Regions from separate parts of the Zea mays genome. Here region 1 is linked to region 2. A link is a contact called in public Hi-C data. All regions are on one chromosome and are shown on one strand. Each heading gives the region's core, a stretch centred on a gene start, on an enhancer-like site or on the middle of the called end of the contact. The rest is flanking DNA. Distances are from core to core; before and after follow the strand shown. Region 1 holds the start of LOC110485087. Region 2 holds the start of LOC103650526 (probable mediator of RNA polymerase II transcription subunit 37c).

Evidence for each region. A called contact is a pair of places that touch in the nucleus more often than the background predicts.
Region 1: a contact with region 2 is called in a Hi-C map of ear, with 2.0 times the contacts expected there. The contact joins the promoter of LOC110485087 here to the promoter of LOC103650526 in region 2. A contact is called at or near these places in 3 of 25 Hi-C or Micro-C datasets (ear, endosperm and tassel).

Annotation. Positions count from the first base shown.
Region 1 is chr3:128,492,101-128,499,116 of Zm-B73-REFERENCE-NAM-5.0, forward strand. It overlaps LOC110485087, which reads right to left and starts at 5,418. Exons shown (of 2, transcript NM_001353000.1): 1 at 4,895-5,418; 2 at 3,730-4,214. The coding sequence starts at 5,334. The coding sequence ends at 3,869. It overlaps LOC100272685, which reads right to left. Exons shown (of 6, transcript NM_001365772.1): 6 at 6,927-7,016.
Region 2 is chr3:127,902,935-127,910,188 of Zm-B73-REFERENCE-NAM-5.0, forward strand. LOC103650526 (probable mediator of RNA polymerase II transcription subunit 37c) reads right to left here and starts at 4,154. Exons shown (of 2, transcript NM_001319757.1): 1 at 3,898-4,154; 2 at 177-2,294. The coding sequence starts at 4,111. The coding sequence ends at 559. LOC111591276 (small nucleolar RNA Z195/SNORD33/SNORD32 family) reads right to left here and starts at 3,036; the gene lies at 2,956-3,036. It overlaps LOC111591214 (small nucleolar RNA Z194), which reads right to left and starts at 3,539; the gene lies at 3,438-3,539. It overlaps LOC111591227 (small nucleolar RNA F1/F2/snoR5a), which reads right to left and starts at 2,724; the gene lies at 2,585-2,724. It also overlaps LOC111591277.

The DNA.
Region 1 (7,016 bases), core at 4,168-6,667, 590 kb after region 2:
TCCCTTTGCTATGTGATAATGAGAGTGCAATCCGCATGGCGGATAATCCCGTTGAGCATAGCCGCACTAAACACATAGCCATTCGGTATCATTTTCTTCGGGATCACCAACAAAAGGGGGATATCGAGATTGCATGTATTAATACTAAAGATCAATTAGCCGATATTTTTACCAAGCCACTAGATGAACAAACCTTTACCAAACTTAGGCCTGAGCTCAATATTCTTGATTCTAGGAATTTCTTTTGCTAAATTGCACACATAGCTCCTAAGTATACCTTTGATCATGTCTCTTTTATATATGCTATGACTAATGTGTTTTCAAGTATATTCCAAACCAAGTCATAGGTATATTGAAAGGGAATTGGAGTCTTCGGCAAAGACAAAGGCTTCCACTCCACACCTCATCCTTCGCCGTCACTCCGCGCATCTCTCCATCTTTTAGGGGAGAGTTCAAAAGCAAAAAGACTTCGTCTTTGGTATAATCTTCACTCATTTACTTATGACCAAAGGGGGCGAGAGTATTACAAAAGGGCTCTAATGATTCCGTTTTTAGCGATTCATGCCAAAGGGGGAGAGAGTAAGAGCCCAAAGCAAAAGGACCGCACCACCACCTAATTTTAAAACTAATGATTTTCAAATTGGTACCTCATTGTGTTCAAAAGGGGGAGAAAGTAGTATTTTCAAAATTGATATCTTAAAACTCTCTTGAACACTAAGAGGAGGATTTCATTAAGGGGGAGTTTTGTTTAGCCAAAGGAAAAGCATTTGAAACAGGGGGAGAAAATTTCAAATCTTGAAAATGCTTTGCAAAATCTTATTCATTTACCTTTGACTATTTGCAAAAGAACTTTGAAAAGGATTTACAAAAGAATTTGCAAAAACAAAACATGTGGTGCAAACGTGGTCCAAAATGTTAAAAACAAATAAACAATCCATGCATATCTTGTAAGTATTTATATTGGCTCAATTCCAAGCAATCTTTGCACTTACATTATGCAAACTAGTTCAATTATGCACTTGTATATTTGCTTTGGTTTGTGTTTGCATCAATCACCAAAAAGGGGGAGATTGAAAGGGAATTAGGCTTACACCTAGTTCCTAAATAAATTTTGGTGGTTGAATTGCCCAACATAACTGATTGGACTAACTAGTTTGCTCTAGTGTGTAAGTTATACAGGTGCCAAAGGTTCACACTTAGCCAATAAAAAGACCGAGTATTGGGTTCAACAAAAGAGCAAAGGGGCAACCGAAGGCACCTCTGGTCTGGCGCATCGGACTGTCCGGTGTGCCACCGGACACTGTCCGGTGCACCAGAGGACTCCAACTCAAACTCGCCACCTTCGGGAAAATCCAGAGGCGCTCCACTATAATTCACCGGACAGTCCGGTGTACACCAGACAGTGTCCGGTGCTCCAGGGAAGAGCGGCCTCAGGAACTCGTCAGCTTCGGGAATCTCCAACGGCTAGTCCACTATAATTCACTGGACATGTCTGGTGTGCACCGGACTGTCCGGTGTGACAACGGAGCAACGGATATTTCGGCGCCAACGGCTACCTGCAGCGCATTAAATGCGCGCCAGCGCGGGCAGAAGTCAGGCACGCCCATACTGGCGCACCGGACACTCTATAGTACATGTCCGGTGCGCCACCGGACATCCAGGCGGGCCCAGAACTCACAGCTCCAACGGTTGGAACCCAACGACTTTGGTGACGTGGCTGGCGCACCGAACATGTCCGGTGTGCACCGGACTGTCCGGTGCACCATACGACAGTCAGCCCCACCAAACGGCTGGTTTGGTGGTTGGGGCTATAAATACCCCCAACCACCCCACATTCAAGTCATCCAAGTTTTCCACTTCTCAACTACTTACAAGAGCTAGGCATTCAATTCTAGACACACCCAAGTGATCAAATCCTCTCCAATTCCACACAAGGCTTTAGTGATTAGTGAGAGAGATTTGTCGTGTTCTTTTGAGCTCTTGCGCTTGGATTGCTTCTTTTCTTTCTCACTTGTTCTTGTGATCGAAACTCCATTGTAATTAAGGCAAGAGGCACCAATTGTGTGGTGGCCCTTGCGGGGAAGTTTTGTTCCCGGTTTTTTATTTGAGAAGAGAAGCTCACTCGGTCCGAGGGATCGTTTGAGAGAGGGAAAGGGTTGAAAGAGACCCGGTCTTTGTGACCACCTCAACGGGGAGTAGGTTTGCGAAAACTGAACCTCGGTAAAACAAATCCTTGTGTCTCACCGCTTTACTTGCTTGCGATTTGTTTTACGCCCTCTTGCGGACTCGTTTATATTTCTAACGCTAACCCGGCTTTTAGTTGTGATTAATTTTGTAAATTTCAGTTTCGCCCTATTCACCCCCCTCTAGGCGACTATCAAGAAGCAATCGTTGAAAACAGCTTAAGCACGCCGTCGAAGATGCTCTATCGAGGGTGGATGAAAAGAAAGGAAAACAAAATGTAATGGGCAGCACGATGGGTAAATATTTTGAAAAGTTAGATGGCAACACATTAAAATCTGAGAGTCAATCTAGGTAGGAAAGCTCAACCAAAAGTAGGCTGACCATTTACAATACGTCGTATAAAGGGTCGTGCAAAATACTGTTTTATACGGTAGATTACAATATTTGGAGAAAAAAAGTTTGAAATAGTGAGTGAGTAGGAAATCTGCTGAAAGTAGTCTTAGACCATCTCCAACAAAAGTCATAAACAATGTCATATTTTGAAATATAGGACTCTAACTCAAAAAATATGCTCCAATAGGGAACTTACTTTTAGAAAAAAAATCATTAAACAATTATAGGGCTCGTCCCTTCAAGTATTAAATATAGTACCTCGTATATTAAAGCTCTATCCTCATTTTATACACTATTCCTAACCTTTATTTCGTAAATAAAATGATTTATTTTCTAATAATATGATATATATAGCTCAGCTGTTGGAGCCGCAAACTTTTTTTAACCCTAAACACTTTAATCACTTTAATCAGGTGCCATTTCAATTTTAAGGACTCAAATATAGAATTTCTGGTTGAAGATGCTCTTATAAATTATAAAAACGTTCATGATGTATTTCTATAATGTATTTCTTTGAAGCGATATATGTTTGTTATATTTATAAAAATATTAACCAAGTTGAAATAGTTTTAACTTGTGATTCTAGAAGTTAAGTTGATTTAATTTAGGAGGGGAAAGTACTTACGCCGCTACAGTACACGCCGGGCGCCCCCTACGAGTCCCTCCAGCCGACGGGATTCTTCACTCCTCTAGCAGTATTCATTGCATATGCCCCTTCAGCCGACGGGATTCTTCTCTCTCCCGTCACTCCTCTAGCAGCATTCATTGCATATGTTGGATGGCCGCGAATAATTGTTATTAGATAAAAATTGATAGTAAATAAAAAGTAGGTATAAGAAATAATATTTTATGATTATAGTGAGATACAGATGGAGAAATTAGGGAGAACTGTGTTGAAATTTAAATTTCTAGGCTCAAAATCTGTCCAGCCGTCTATCAAGCACCTCCCAGTTCCAACAATCTCTATAACTCAGCCGTAATGAAGTTCAGGGTAATTACCACTTACATTTGTTTGACAAACCATGCACAACCAACGTTAAGGAACTCAGAAATTACACGATCGGAGACAACCGTTCAACAATTCTACAACAACAAACCAAAATGCAAACTGAGAAAAGAGGCATATATCATTGAGCACCAAAAACTTCTTTAGGCATACTTGAAAATCCATACAGATACCACAAAAACTGACACAATGTTTCACCATAGTACCATCCATAGCGGAACACGTCCTTTTTAACCATCTAATAAATCACAGCAGAGGGATAGATAAAACAAGAACAACAATACTCTAGGTGGCCTTGTCAGCCTTGGAGGCTGTGGCAGCAGCCTGGCCTCTGAGCCTTCCAGTCCTCCTAGCCGCAATGAGACCGACCTTCTGGCCAGGGGGAGCATCGCGGCGGACAGTAGAGGCGTGACCGATATGTTGGTGGTTACCTCCTCCGTGGGGATGCTCCACGGGGTTCATGGCCACACCACGGACCTTGGGCCAGCTGTTCCTCTTCACACGGTACTTGTGGTAGGCGTTGCCAGCCTTCAGCATCGGCTTCTCAGTCCTGCCACCACCGGCAACCTGCCCAATCATGGCACGGCAGCTGCTGGGGACAATTTTCTTGGCACCAGATGGCAGCTTGATCCTGTAAAAACAGAGCAAAATTAGGAACTATTGTTTGGGATAGATTATAATATATATATATAGACAACTACACTAGAACAATATTATCTTCTGCCACATTAGAACATCAATAGGCAGCAATATTAGGGCTGCTTTGGTAGACAGGAAAACAGAGGGGATCCATGGCTCCATTTCCCGTCCACCAAACCAACCCTTAAGAACTTGCAATATCTACATGGTATTCTACAATGGAGGTATTCTACAATATGTTCAGCTGTAAAAATGTAATATTAAGGCTGCCATCATCAGATGAGAAAAAAACTTACAATTTCATAAGTATAAACAATCGAGATGTGTAAAGCAGCACAATAATATCACAAAATATACGAACAAATCAACTTCAAATGCCTACAGAACTAAATATACCTCCATAACGCAAGAAACTTCCTAAACCTTTCCTATCGAAACAACTAGAATGTGGCAGATATGTCTACTATACTAGAGCACAATTCGAAGCGTTTTGTTCTAAAATTGTAAAAATACTAAATCTAAAGCCACAAGAACAGAGCTAAACTATTTTCAGAATGCTACATGAATCCTAACATATCAGATAGTGATACAAGTACTCATAGTCGAACTACCACATCAGGTCTCATCCTACGAATGAAATAGAGAAAGGAGGGATGCTGATGGTGTTAAGACCTCGAGGTTCCGTTGTCAGGGTTGTGGCTGATCACGATGGCGTAGTCCCCAGAGGCCCTGGCGAAGACACCGCGGTCACCAACGTGGTGCTCGACGTTGCAGACGACGGCACCCTCGGGGATCCCGCGGAGCGGCAGGACGTTGCCGATGGAGAGCGTGGCGCGGCGGCCGCAGTAAACGAACTGGCCGGTGTACATGCCCTCGGCGGCGACGAAGAGCTCCTTCTGGTGCTTGTACCTGAAGGGGTGGCGGAAGGTGACCTTGGCGAGCGGGGCGCCGCGTCCGGGGTCGTGGATCACGTCGGTGACTACGCCCTTGAGGTACCCGTTGCGCTCGCCGAAGTCGAGGGAGCGGAACCGGGCGGGGCCCTTGCGGTGGTGGGTGTGGGACTTGAACACGGATCCCGCACCCTTACGCTGCGCGCGGATCACGCGACCCATCTTGCCCGGCGGCGGGGAGGAAGCGGCGGCGGCGGCGGCGCGGCGGGAAGAGGGTGCGGAAGTGAGCGCGGTGCGGCTAGCGTTGGACGAGAGAGAAGAGAGAGCATTATATAGTGCGTCGTGAGGGTTTGGGGAGGGTTACCCTACGGCGGATGGTGGAGATGAGGTTCACGGCTGGTTTGAACCGTCCGATGAGTGATGGGACCGTCGTGTCAGTGTATTGGAATGAGCGAGAGACAGAGAGGCTGCGGGAGGAGAAGAGTGGGCTGGTTCTCATGGGCCATCTGGGTGAAGTTGGGCTCTTTAAGTGAGCAAAACAGCCCAAATCCAGTTCAGCGGTCATTCGTCCTGAGCGAACGCTCGTCTCACTTTCTCAGCATGGCTTGTGCCTTGTGATATCTCAGCCCGTTCTCCTTTCTCATTCCTGTACTGGCTAGCTGCAGAGCGCAGTACGCTGCCGTGCTTTTTTTTTCCTTTTTGTACTCTTCAGTTTTTTTTTAACGTTTTCTCTTCTTCTGATCTGATCTAGGATCTTATGTTCACAAATCTCAAGTGCGTATGTTTTTTCCACAAATCTGTTTACACGTAATTTATACTCACAAATCTTGCGTGCACAAATTTCTTTCACAAGTCTTGTGCGTATTTTTGTCATAATAAATCTTGTGTTTGTTTCACCATCTCGTGCATAATTTTATTCAGAGATGTTATGTTTCACAAATGCTATGTGCGTAAGTTTGTTTTGTGTATGTTACATTGCATGCTAATATTACAATCATTGAAAAAGAATAAGTTATCAAAATAAGGTAAATTTTCTTTTCAGCTATTTTTTCCGTCTAACTCCTAACTACGGGCTAGTTTGGGGACATCGTTTTTCCAAGGGATTCTAATTTTTCAAAGGGAAAATGAACTAATTTCCTATGGGAAAATTAAAATTCTATAGAAAAATGGGGTTTCCAAACTAGCCCTACCTTTATAAATGTAAAAGTTAGAATGGGCTGGTTCACACACATATATATAAACATGGGAGGCAGAGAATAAGATACTTTTCTCTTCTTCTCTCGTGTAGTCAATTCTTGGGAACCTTGGACATTTAAAGCCAGCAACATGATTTCAAAACTTGGGAAAACGATGACAGCTTGTTCTGATTTTAACACTTGGGAAAACAATGACAACTTGTTCTAATGTACATGTACTGGCTATTTTGATTTGCAACAGGTGCGCTCTAGGCTGGGAGGTTCTTTTTTGATTGGGAAAGCATTACGTGGCTGGGAGTAGAATTTGTTTTAGCTTTCTTTTTCACATTATGATTTGGTTGAAAACTACGTTCCCAAACACCTCTATGTATTGGATACTGTGGTATTTAAAACTGAGCTTATGTCATGGCTTTGAAATACCATGGTATTTGAAATACTGTGGTTTTGAAAAAATGCGCTCCCAAACAGGGCCTAACTATTAAATATGTGATCTTCAACATGCATGGTTCAGATTAACGGCAGTTGCAATGTCATGACCATTGTCAGCTGAAAACGTCCCACCAAATGGTTCCTCTCAATTTCACGGCACCACGCACGAAGCACAGGAACAACGATCATATCAAAATGTTCTTCCAAGCAAAATTAACTTTCCTAGTTACAGGTCCTTCGAGTTAAATCTCTGACAAATAGAAAGTTATAAGCAACCAA
Region 2 (7,254 bases), core at 2,904-5,403:
GGTAGTAGGTATAAAGAATTTAAGAAAAATCTCTGCACAGAGTACAGATACTAGCGGAGAAAGATTTCGGACATAATGAGGTATTGAGGAAAAAAAAATATAAAGAAACCGTTTTGCTCCCAAAACTCTTCGAGGACAAGAAAAACCAGGACCCAACAAAAGCTGCTAGCTATTCTGGGTGGGAGTTTATCAATTTCATTAAATGCCACATAACATGACAGCCTAAAAATTGTGGTAAACAATCAAATGAGAATGGCCTCCTAACTGGCAAAAGGTTGAAATTAACAAAGAATCGCAAGCTCAAAAACAAAATACGAGCCAGCAGTATGCAGAAACAAATACCGAAAAGAAGAATACCGTATCACTTAAGGTTTGCCAGTAGCCGCGATAACATTGAACCGACCGACTATCACGAGGTCCAAAAAAATAACCACCACAAAAGTACCAACCAACCACAAATAAAGTTTAAGCGGACACACCGCACCAACTGACGATAACTCTCGGCAGCAACTGGGCCAGCCAGCAACTGCAGCACACTCAAGACTGACAACAAACCGCTTAGTCCACCTCCTCGATCTTGGGGCCAGGGCCGCCGCTGCCGGCAGGGGCGTCCTCGTCCATGCCGCCAGCGCCGCCCATGTCTTCACCCGCGCCCTGGTACATCTTGGCGATGATGGGGTTGCAGAGGCTCTCCAGCTCCTTCATCTTGTCCTCGAACTCGTCCGCCTCGGCGAGCTGGTTGGCGTCCAGCCAGCTGATGGCCGCGTCGATGGCGTCCTCGATCTTCTTCTTGTCATCGGCCGGCAGCTTGGACGCAATCTTCTCGTCCTTGATCGTGTTGCGCATGTTGTAGGAGTAGTTCTCCAGCGAGTTCTTGGCCTCCACCTTCTTCTTGTGCTCCTCATCCTCAGACTTGTACTTCTCAGCGTCCTGAACCATCTTCTCGATCTCCTCCTTGGAGAGACGGCCCTTGTCGTTGGTGATTGTGATCTTGTTCTTCTGCCCCGTTGTCTTGTCCTCGGCAGACACGTTCAGGATGCCGTTGGCGTCGATGTCAAAGCACACGGTGATCTGTGGCACACCACGGGGTGCAGGGGGGATGCCGGAGAGCTCGAACTTGCCCAGCAGGTTGTTGTCGCGTGTCCGGGTCCTCTCACCCTCGTAGACCTGGATCAGGACACCGGGCTGGTTGTCCGAGTAGGTGGAGAATACCTGCTCCTTCTTGGTGGGGATGGTGGTGTTCCTCGGGATCAGCACTGTCATAACTCCTCCAGCAGTCTCCAGACCCAGGGACAGAGGGGTGACGTCCAGCAGAAGCAGGTCCTGCACCTTCTCATTGCCCTCACCGCTCAGGATGGCAGCCTGGACAGCAGCACCATAGGCGACAGCCTCATCGGGGTTGATGTTCTTGCACAGCTCCTTGCCGTTGAAGAAGTCCTGGAGCAGTTGCTGCACCCTGGGGATCCTAGTGGAGCCACCAACAAGTACAACGTCATGGACGGTGCTCTTGTCCATCTTGGCATCCCTCAGGCACTTCTCAACAGGCTCCATGCACTTCCTGAACAGGTCCATGTTGAGCTCCTCAAACCTGGCACGGGTGATGGTGGAGTAGAAGTCGATGCCCTCATACAGCGAGTCAATCTCAATCGTGGTCTGGGCAGTGGAAGACAGAGTCCTCTTCGCCCTCTCACAAGCGGTCCTCAGCCTCCGGAGAGCCCTGGGGTTGCCAGTGATATCCTTCTTGTTCTTCCTCTTGAACTCCTGGACGAAGTGGTTGACCATCCTGTTGTCAAAGTCCTCACCACCAAGATGGGTGTCACCAGCTGTGGCCTTGACCTCAAAGATTCCTTCCTCAATGGTGAGGAGGGAGACATCAAAGGTACCACCTCCAAGATCAAAGATGAGGACATTCTTCTCACCGACACTGGTAGCCTTCTTGTCAAGACCATAGGCGATAGCTGCAGCTGTTGGCTCGTTGATGATACGCAGCACATTAAGGCCAGCAATCACCCCAGCATCCTTTGTGGCCTGCCTCTGTGAGTCATTGAAGTAGGCAGGGACTGTGACCACAGCATTCTTGATCGTGCTACCAAGGTAAGCTTCAGCAATCTCACGCATCTTGATAAGAACCATAGAGGAGATCTCTTCAGCTGCAAACTGCTTCTCCTCACCCTTGTGCTGGACAACAATCATTGGCTTCTCACCAGGCCCAGAAATGACCTTGAAGGGCCACAACTTGATATCACTCTGGACAGACGCATCACTGAACCTCCTGCCGATGAGACGCTTGGCATCTGCATATGAACCCAATCATGTCAGAAATGCATTCTAATACCATACAATTTGAAATGTAACACAACAACACTTCTGTTAACAAATACAAAACTTTGATCAATCAAATGATATCTGCTTATGTAACCAAGTATACCTAACTAATAAAAAACTGACATGAGTCAAGATACCAATAGCATAAAGGTCAATCAACAAACTCCAATAATCAGACTGATTTCAAAAAAAATACAACTTGCTAGCTAAGAAAAAACAGACGTCAGTTTTTTCAGTCATAATCACTTGCCCAAACAGATAATGTAAACGGGCATATAGTAACTGGAAGCTCATAAATGGTCAACCAGTGTCGCAAGATCCATTCCCCTTTGTTTTCTGCCATGTTTCGAGACACACAATCACGAAAAATGACTGCGAGTCAGATACCAAATGGCATTGACTGCAACAAATTACACACAGAAACACTTTGCATGCAATAAAACTCAAACTGGCAGTGCAATCTCAGTCGAAAGATGGTGATTTTTGCTGTACTAATCACAGTGGTTCAGGAAATTGTCTTGCATCACGGATTGCACATAAAAAACAACAAATACTATAGACTTCACAGAACTACTGCCGAATTACAAGTTACTATAAAACTGGCAAAAGTTTGCAATAAAATTGAAATGTAGGAGATCAGATGGTAGTGCATGATGTGATCATCACAGTGAATGCAGATATTTCCTATGTTATGACTTCATCACTTCTCCAGTAAAAATTGTACTACAACGTGAACGTTCTACTCAAGTAAATCTCAACCACATGCATGATAAAAAAATAAGAGCAAATAAATAGCAGTACAACATTTTTAAACGTTGGCAATCAAAGCAATGATTGATGTGCAGAGGTGCCAACCACCAATCATATAAGGTACAATCTAAAACTAGGGAGCCAATAGTTGTAGCTAAAGCAATATGATAAGATAATGAGAGATCAGATGGAGATGCATAATGTTGGCATCATAGTAAATACAGATATCTCGTGTGGATACAAATATCATCACTTATCCCATTACTTAACCAAATAAAACTAATGGTTTTCATTTTGTCATGGCTGGAAGAAGAAAAACCAAACACAAAATCGAAGGAAACCTAAAAAAACTCTTGATCTGCAGTTTCAGATTGAAAACCACAAAAACTATGATAGCATAGTTTTCCATCACTGGCATCAGTGGAATAAAGCGCTTGGGGTAATTGTTTCATCATCAATCTGCCAAGAGTTGACAAATAGTACTGCAGAGCCTTCGGACCAGTATTATATACCAAATAGGTGATAAAAAACAAATAGATCTAAAGCTACCATGACAAACAATAACAGATCTAAACCCAGCCAGAGGAAAAATAACTACGGAACTACTACAGATCACAGTCGCCTTCAGATCCAACCGATCTAGACAAAAACATAGCCAAACTAGATCGGATCTGAGCTACTTTTACGACAGAAACTTAAACATATCAAATCAAGCAGTAACGTAGATGGGTCGTATGGGTCAGACAAAACCGCTAGTCACGGTAAACAAAACGTATCCGAGCTAGGAAAGGAGTAAGAGCCTAAATGGTGGAGTGTACTCACCAAAGACGGTGTTGATGGGGTTCATGGCGACCTGGTTCTTGGCCGCATCTCCGATGAGGCGCTCGGAGTCGGTGAAGGCGACGTACGAGGGCGTGGTGCGGTTACCCTGGTCGTTGGCAATGATCTCGACGCGGTCGTGCTGCCACACGCCGACGCAAGAGTACGTCGTGCCGAGATCGATGCCGATAGCCGGGCCATCGCCCTTGCCGGCCATCTCTTCTTCTCACTCAGCGGTTGCGGAGCACGGGAAGGGATTGGCGGCGGCTGAGAATGGAGCAGGGGACTAGGGTTTCGAGAGGGCGAGAGACTGAGCCGGGCAGTGGCTTTTATAGGGAACAAAGGGCTCGTCGTCAGCGCGTGGGCTGTGGTGTTCTAGAATGTTCCTGGGCGCGTCGTGGGGACATCTGAGCCGTTGGCACGCGATCGTGTGAACGAAGGCGCATGGCGGCGTCTTTTCCACGGGCGCCTTTCGGCTATTTAAACGGCCTTTTTTTTCCTTTCTGGTTGCTTTCACGTGAGTAAAAGGAATCTTTGACGGAGGGATGGGTTGTGACCAGATCTCAGCCCAAGTCATATACCATAAGTGCTGGCCGGCCCGCTTACGCTTAGAACCAGCCCACAGAGACAAGCCTCCCTGATGAGTCATTGTTTCGATACTCAATATTCACCCCAATCCACGTGTAATAAAGTGGATTAAAGTGTAATTTAAACTAATTTACACTCTAGTTCACCTCAATACACATGTATTGAAGTAAATATGAGAGTATCTAAACAAGGTCTACATTGATGAAGAAACTCGATCAAACACCATACGAGCTCTTACAATCCCATGCATCCAAATAAGCTCTACGAGAAACTTAAATCTCCTTTGATTATATAGGGGATTTGAGTTTCTAAACTAGCCCTACAAAATTATTGCATTTTTTATCACATCGTTTGGAATAGACGTAGGTTCTTTTTGAAATAAAAAAATTGTGCATAAATGTAGGTTCTAGCTCTGAGCTTAATGGAGTTATGGAAGATGGAGTCAACAGAGCTCTAGGAGAAGTTGCAATTAAGACCAGCAAAAAAGTTGGATGAAACTTCTAACGCCTTGTTCCATTGCGTTTGAATTGAAGAAGATTAAATCTTTTTCTATTTATTTTTTATTAGGGAGGGATTTAATCTCCTTCAATCCCCTTTGATTCGGACACAATCAAACAAGTCCTAAAAAGTTTGACGAGTATGGGTAAAAACGGGACGTATACAGACGGATAGGGGCTCATCTTGTATCCTACCCTAATGTATTTCAATCGGATTCGGGATCATATACAAATAGTTAGAAACGGGATAGATACGGATACAGCGACCAGATATTTATTTGGACGGATAAGTGACGGATACATATGTTATTTGGTCGGATATCAGATACTTGTCGGATAATGCATGAGCTGCTTATCATAAAATATTCTTGTTCAGCCAGAAAATTGTAAATAAATTATCAAGACTAATAAACATTTTATAAGCAGATAACCTCAAGTCCCCACATAAAAATGATAAAGTAAAATATTGATTATGTTGAAACTTTGATACTTGAAGTGATTTTACGTGTAACTCACGCAATAAATAGAAGTGAAATAGAAGAAACGTTGACATCTTGTGCATTTTATGATCCCATTATTTTTATTGAGTATATGTGGTCTTATGTTGTCCCTATGTATAATTTCATAAATTTCTGATGCTATTTGTGCATTATTAATTTTTTGTACAGTAAATCATCAAAATGTAACTAAATTCACAAAACACTCTAGTTTCGACCGAAAATTGCAAATAAGTTATCAAAACTAATAGGCATTTTGTACAAAGATAACCTCAAGTGCCCACATAAAAATGATAAGTGAAGTATTGATCATGTTGAAACTTTAATACATAGAACGATTTTACTTGTAACTCACGCAGTAAGTGGAAGTGGAATGGAAGAAACGCTGACATCGTATGAAATTTATGGTCTAAATGTTTTTAGAACTATATGTATATTGTTCCTCCGTAAAAAATAAGAATTTTTAAAGCTATTTTGTGTATTATTATTATTATTTATATAGAAAATCATCCAAATGCAACTGAAAAAATTCCAAAAACTAATAAACATTGTATACTAAGATAACCTTAAGTTCCCATGGGAAAATGATAAAGCGGAATATTTATTATATTCCAAAAACTAATAAACAGTCTAGCTAAGTACTCCATGTTCCTGCTGCAGGTACATCCGGCTGCAGCCCAATAGTCAGAAAAGGGAGATTGAGGCCATGAGCTCACGTATTGAATTAGAGGATGTTTGGTTCCTTTAGTCACGTATTATTATTTCTAAATTTTAGTCCCTACAAACAAACACTCGCATAGAAGCTGTAGAAAAACACTGTTCCAACTAGTCAACCACGTATGGGGAAAAAAAGATGAGGACCAGCGGCGAGAAGGAAAAATGAGAAAACGACCAAAATTGAGCCTACACTTCGTTGCTACGTATAGTGTTGCTGACTTGTTAAGGCAAAGGGGCAAAGTGGACAATGTTTACTATTCTGTGAAGTAGAACCAGGCGTCCTTACTTCGAAGGCCCAACATCCTGGTTGTTGGGGTATGCTTCGTAGCCGAAGATTCTAAAGAAAGAGAACACCTTCGAAAGGTCTTCTCAGGAGCAAGCGCCGAAGCTATTATCTATAAAGCTTCGGCACAATGACAGATCTCAAGATAAAGAGCCGAACCGACTTAAAGATGGATTGACTTAAAGACCCATAATGTTTTGTGTCATTATTGTAGTCGATTATAAAGGACATAAATGTAATTTTACGCAGATTGCACCCTGTGCCTATAAATAGGTGAATAGTACCCCGACACTGTTCATGGAATCCTGTAATCACTGGCACATTACGCTTGAATTATTGCTTTCCGCCAAGGCGAAGGTATAAATGTGCCCAAATACTATGTTTTAATATTTATATTCATACAATAAAATGTGTGAATATGTTTTATACTTTGTACTTCATTTTTCATTATTCATTGTTTTGCAAGTATGATCACGAAGGTAAAATCTTCGTGATATTTTACTCATGACCTTCGTCCGAAGCTCATTGGATCCTTGGGGAGACAATGCTTCATCGGACGAAGGGCTTTAATACTTAACATCTTTGTGTTGCCTTGTTCTTAATTCATAGCATTTGAGAACAAGTCCCCAATATTGGCGCCCACCTCCGGTGAACTCACTTCCACTTTCTGAGCTGATGGCTTCGTTCAAAGCTGGAGTTGCTTCGGCTTCGAAGCTCGTACTCCCGATAACAGGCGGTTCATGCTCAAAGACAGCCAACAAGAAGCAGAAGAAGGAGG